2 separate regions of the Ovis aries genome follow, and region 2 is linked to region 1. Evidence: chromatin contacts called from public Hi-C data. All regions are on one chromosome and are shown on one strand. Each heading gives the region's core, a stretch centred on a gene start, on an enhancer-like site or on the middle of the called end of the contact. The rest is flanking DNA. Distances are from core to core; before and after follow the strand shown.

The links. Hi-C and Micro-C count contacts between places; a contact is called where the count stands out from the background.
Region 2: a contact with region 1 is called in a Hi-C map of hypothalamus, with 4 times the contacts expected there. The contact joins two enhancer-like sites. A contact is called at or near these places in 4 of 16 Hi-C or Micro-C datasets (blood, hypothalamus, liver and 1 more).

What each region holds. Positions count from the first base shown.
Region 1 is chr2:107,470,055-107,472,685 of ARS-UI_Ramb_v3.0, reverse strand. The region is part of intron 2 of GALNT7 (polypeptide N-acetylgalactosaminyltransferase 7); the gene reads left to right. Among named protein-coding and RNA genes, the nearest start is that of HMGB2, 70 kb to the right of the region's middle. Within about 2 kb of position 1,310, at least 25 of the 54 cell types and tissues checked have an H3K27ac peak or open chromatin away from gene starts, as enhancers often do. A contact at or near this core is called in hypothalamus, where this site is marked.
Region 2 is chr2:107,539,262-107,541,892 of ARS-UI_Ramb_v3.0, reverse strand. All of the region lies in intron 1 of GALNT7 (polypeptide N-acetylgalactosaminyltransferase 7), which reads left to right. Among named protein-coding and RNA genes, the nearest start is that of GALNT7, 4.6 kb to the left of the region's middle. Within about 2 kb of position 1,297, at least 12 of the 54 cell types and tissues checked have an H3K27ac peak or open chromatin away from gene starts, as enhancers often do. A contact at or near this core is called in hypothalamus, where this site is marked.

The sequences.
Region 1 (2,631 bases), core at 61-2,560:
CCTCATCCCCTTTGATAATCCCTGACACACCAGGTGCCTCTAAAGCCCCCATCTCTCTGGGTCTTGCTCTTCTACAATTATCTTTCTTCCTGTCTTTCTCTCTTTTCTCCCTGCATGCTCCCTTCCTTTCTAATTTTCCTCTTGCCTCTAATCTCCCTTCCTCCCTCTTGCCATGCCTTTTCACAGGCTGATCATCTCTTTGTTCTTTTTTCTGGCATAACTGGAGCACTGCTCAGAAATGAGATTATTGCATGTTCCGGCAAAGATTGTGGCCCCAATCAGATAAAAGGACCAACACTATCTTAACAAACCACTCCTGAGCTCCTTTGTCAAATTCTATGCTAGTGAGAAAACTTATATTCAAAATCTTCAAACATCATAACTCCCAGAAAAAAGATTTTTTTTTAACTGAATCCAGATGACTTTAAAAATTTTGATTCTTTCTCACCCTTTTCAAAAAAAATGAGATAGGCTTCTTTCCTGTTTGAACACTTTAAAATTCAGTGTAGACTCAAATAATTTCTGAGTTGAGTTATTCATCAATTAGAATGTGCTCAGTCTTAAAGAATTTTCTGCTAAATAAAAAGGTCAACAGCAAAGAAAGTGCTGCTAAGTTCTGCATTGTATCTAGCGTGCATGTTAGCACCTTCCTTCTGCTACACAGGCGGGCTTCCTGGGTGGCTCAGTGGTGAAGAATCCGCCCTCCAATGCACGAGACACAGGTTCAGTCTGTGAATTAGGAAGATCCTGGGAGGAGGGAGGAGGAAGTTTGCTCAAATTCATGTCCACGGAGTCGGTGATGCTATCTAACCATCTCATCCTCTTCCGCCCCCTTTGCCTTCTGCTTTCAGTCTTTCCCAGCAACAGGGTCTTTCCCAGTGATCCAGTTTTCTTGCCTGGGAAATCCCACAGACAGGGGAGCCTGGCGAACTACCCTCCATGGGGTCGCAGAGTCAGACTCAGCTTAGCAACTGAGCATGCACACGTGTGCTCTACAGACAGCGCTGAGAGCATCTCCTGTGTTCATGTCACTCATGCACACCCTGTGGAGAACGATCCTCACGAGGACTGAATTTCCGCAGCTGTGGGGTCTGATCAGCCTGCTCTCTGGCCTCTGCCGCACATACCAATGAGCCACCTGCCACGCTTAGAGACCCAGCTCTGGGCCTTCTGTCCAGCTGTGGCACCTGCCAGGGCTCACCTGCTCGCTCCTGCGGCCGCTCCATCGTCCTTTCAGATGAGAATCTGGACAGGACCGCCCGCTGCTGCTGGGGTGAGTCATGCTCACGTCTCTCACAGTTTTGAATCCCATCCCCGAGCTGACTCACTTGCTGGCTGTTGATCGCTCGTTAGGAGAGTGAGTAACAGTGTTTTGAGTGAACTGGAGGCCTGCTTCTTTTTTTATAGACTTGAGCCAAGAATGACTTCACCTGCCTTCACACTTGTTTTCTATAAAAAAACATGCACATGGCTCTCTGCATGGTTCAGCAGAGATGGAGCATCTCCAGGCACTGTGCTAGCCCATCGGGAATGCAGTAAGAAGTGTGGTCCCTGCCTTCGGGGCGCTCGCCGTCCACCCGTGGGGGAAGGGAAAGGGCACTGTGATGTGAGAGCCTGAGGAGGGGAGGGGGCCAGGAAAGGGTTCCCGGGGGTCCACTAGAGACAGGCCCGAGGCTGAGGGGCCTTCCCGGAAGAAGGTTACAGGTCCAGAGGACAGGACGGCAGGCAGGGACTGGGAGGAAGGCAGGTGCTGCGGCTCCCGGGGGTCCCGCAGCAGGTGAGGAGATACAGCTGGAAGCTTAGGGAGGGTCGTGTGTGCAGACCCCCTCCACGGTCTGACCACCTCCCAGAGGTTTAAGGAGAGCTTGAGGAGTGTCAGGCTACTGGGGTATCCGGATTCTGTGGAGGGTGGGGGCCTGGCATCGCCCTAGGAAATTGAGTGGAGTCCACAGAAGCAGACAGAGGAGACTCAGGGAGCAAATGAGAGTTAGAATGGGTGGGGTTTGGGAGGGGGCAGGAATCAGGGAAGTCCAGAGACACAAAGAAGGACACGACTGCCCAAGGAGGGGCAAAGGGCAGAAGAACTGCTCTGCTGGGAGCTGCTGTGCCTGGACTCCAGCCTCGGGCAAAGCCCCACCCCGCCTCTCAGAGCCCCGCCAGAGCAGCCCATGGGTGGCAAGTGCCATTTGTGGTCTGTTAGATTTTCTTCTAATAAAGCGCAGTTTTATTTCCTTTACTGTGAACTCACTGCTGATGCAAACACATGGAAATTATTCTTGCCCTTTTTCTGCCCAAGAAGACAGACAATTGGGGGATATAGAATCCAAGCTATTTTGTTTCAAACAAATGAATTAAATATTTTGACTAGTTGAGCAAATTCATCTGCTTCTCCTGTTTAACCTTTCCTCTTGCCTACACTCCTGTCGAATTTATGTTTTGTAGAAAGCTATCTCAGTCACATTGACAGAGCGAAATAATACAGTGCCTCGAAAACTCTAAGAGCTATGCAAATGTTAATATGATTAATTATTAATAACTTTGTTAAGCTTGTCTGTGGGAAACTGAGGCTTTTTTTTTAAAAAAAAAAGATATTACACATTGACATTCCTGCCTTATGCACTTGGTAATTCT
Region 2 (2,631 bases), core at 48-2,547, 69 kb before region 1:
TGGAATTGGCAGAGTGACAGGGGAAGGGGAGAAAAGTCAGTTAATTCAAGAGCTATTCAATGGAGATGCAGAGGCACCAGGACTAGGTGTTCGCACATGGGAGTGAAGGAGAAGGAAGGTGGCCAGAATCACCCAGTAAGTGATAGGAAAGTGACAGGTTGTTTATTACATGGAAGGTTCTGAAGACCAAAATCTGTACATTCCAATGTTACATTTTGCAGTTCTAATGTGAAGGCTTATCTTTTTAAGCTTTGTTCTCAGAATATTTTAAGGTCAGTTTGTACTACAACCATCTGTTTAGCACTTCTAAAGTGTAGACAGTTCCTTTAATTAAATAAATTACAGTATCTCCTAGACCATTTCTCCAAGGTTCCAGCCCTGAGTTGAATCATTAGCCTCCAAAAATAAAGGTCTAAAATGGAGATGTTGAAAGATCTTCTGTGCTTCTCCTATAACAAATTCAGGGCTGGTGAGAAGCTGCATGTGAACTGGTGGTTCTCAGTATGTACCAGTGTTGCTTAAGTCAAACTATTAATGCCATTAGGTTCAGGGCGTGCAGAGTAGGACTCATTGAAGAACTGTTGCTAGATGGAGAGGTTTTATGTGATAAACTGAGACCAGTGGAAAGGAGCCTTGGTTAATGAGACTGTGACTGAATTGACTACCCAGTTGGTCAGGCTCTACCCTAGCAAAGCCTTTTATCTCAGCTGTGATCAGCTGCAACCAGAAAAATTCTGCCCTTGACCATGGTATTTTATTTCAAACAAAAGCTCATTTATTAGGGATGGAGCTGTCACTTAGCAGAAGTGTAGCATCAGAAGAGGTCACTGTTATTTCAGTTGCCCATGTGAAATGCCCCGAGTCTGGCTTTCATTCTCTGTTTTGCTGTCCTCTCCCGCTCCTGCAGTGAAAACCTCCCATGTTGCCAAGTCTGAGAAATTTGGGTTCTACAGGCTTCCTGAAATTAATGCAGTTTTGTGTACACATGCATTCTCCTGGGTTGAGACTCTGAAGCTGTCGCATTTCTTAAAGGTGCCTGTGAAGCACTGAGTCTTTGAGAGGCAGGAGTCACGTTTCCTGCTCGTGGAATTTCTCCTTCCCCTTCCACGGTGCTGCAGCATTCATCCACGTCTCTCCCCTGCAGGGCTGGGTGCCCTGGAACTGCAGACATCCCTAAGAATTTCTGTGTCTGTCGATTCTGTGGAAGTATTTTCCATCCGGTGGTGGAAGGTCAGACGTCAGTCCTGTTAGAGCAGTGGTTGGGCTTAACAAACACTCCGTGGGTATTTGACACATCTGTGGAGGGCGTGACTGCCGTGAGTACAGTGCAGATACTCTCCCAGTTCTCACAGAACTCTGTCCAAGCTATTAATACACAGTCTACTCCCTCACCTTCCCTCTTCCACTACACAGACCCTGACTATAAAAGCATTCCCCTCGCAGCCTCAGGCCGTGTCCATTCAGCTCTAGAAACTTCACATTCTTGATTTCATTACTTTTCTTCCTCTGTCGGATTGTATATTCATTCTTCAGGGATGAATACCCAAAATACAATTCTAATTTCTGGGACACACCGTCACCCCCTGCTCCAGACCCCACTGAGAGCACCAAGACAGCCTCAAGGAAAAGCTCTGCTCTAAAGGGATCACATCCTAGTTGAAGAAGAGACTCGAGCACCCACACGGCCTTGGTTCCTTCCCCTCCTTACTCCGGTGTCTGTGTAAGGACACCTCACTCTGGGAGCAGTCATAGGACGTCTCCTTAGCAGGTGGAAAAGGCTTAGAACAGCCATTCAGGGCGTGCACAAGTACTAGTAAAGAAAGTGTGGAAATAGAATTTGGGAAACTATTTTGTGATGGGACCAGCTGCCTGAAAAGGGAGATAAGGTACTGGCTTCAGTTTGGTTCTGGTAAAGACTGCATTAGATCAGTTAATAGTAAATTAGAGATGAGAGAAAGTAATGCATTAATGAACGTCAGAGTTCTGAGCTTGGGCCATTTGTAAACATTTGTAATTTCCAACTTGAGTTATTAAAAAAAAGAAAAAAAATAGCTTGGTCAGCAAGATTTGAACGGCTCTCGAACATTGGAACCGGCTTGTGATTGATTATTCAACCTCAGTTGCTGTCTTTGTTCGTATTTTGGATTCTAATTTTCACCCCTGAAGAACGAATGCACAATCTGACAGAAGAGGAAAACTAGTGAAATCAAGAATTTGAAGTTTCTCTAGAGTAGAGTGGACATAGCCTGAAACTAAGAAAGGAATGATTTTTTTTTTTTTTTTTTTTGGTTGCGTCAGGTCTTAATTGCAGTATGTGGGATCTAGTTCTCTGACCAGGGATGGAACTCATTGGTCCCCTGCATTGGGAGCTCAAAGTCTTAGCCACTGGACCACCAGGGAATCTCAGGAATGCTTTTATATTTGGGTTCTGTAAGGTGGAAGAGGGAAGGGTGAAAGGGTAGAAGGTATATTAACAACGTCAGAGCTGGGAGAGTATTTGCGCTGTAAACGCGGCAGTCACTCCCCCAGGAGAAGTGTCACATACCCACCGAGCATTTACTCAGCGCCGGGCATCGCTCCAGGCAGCAGAGACTCGGTGCCGTAGAGGACGTGGAGAGCTTTTGACGTAGT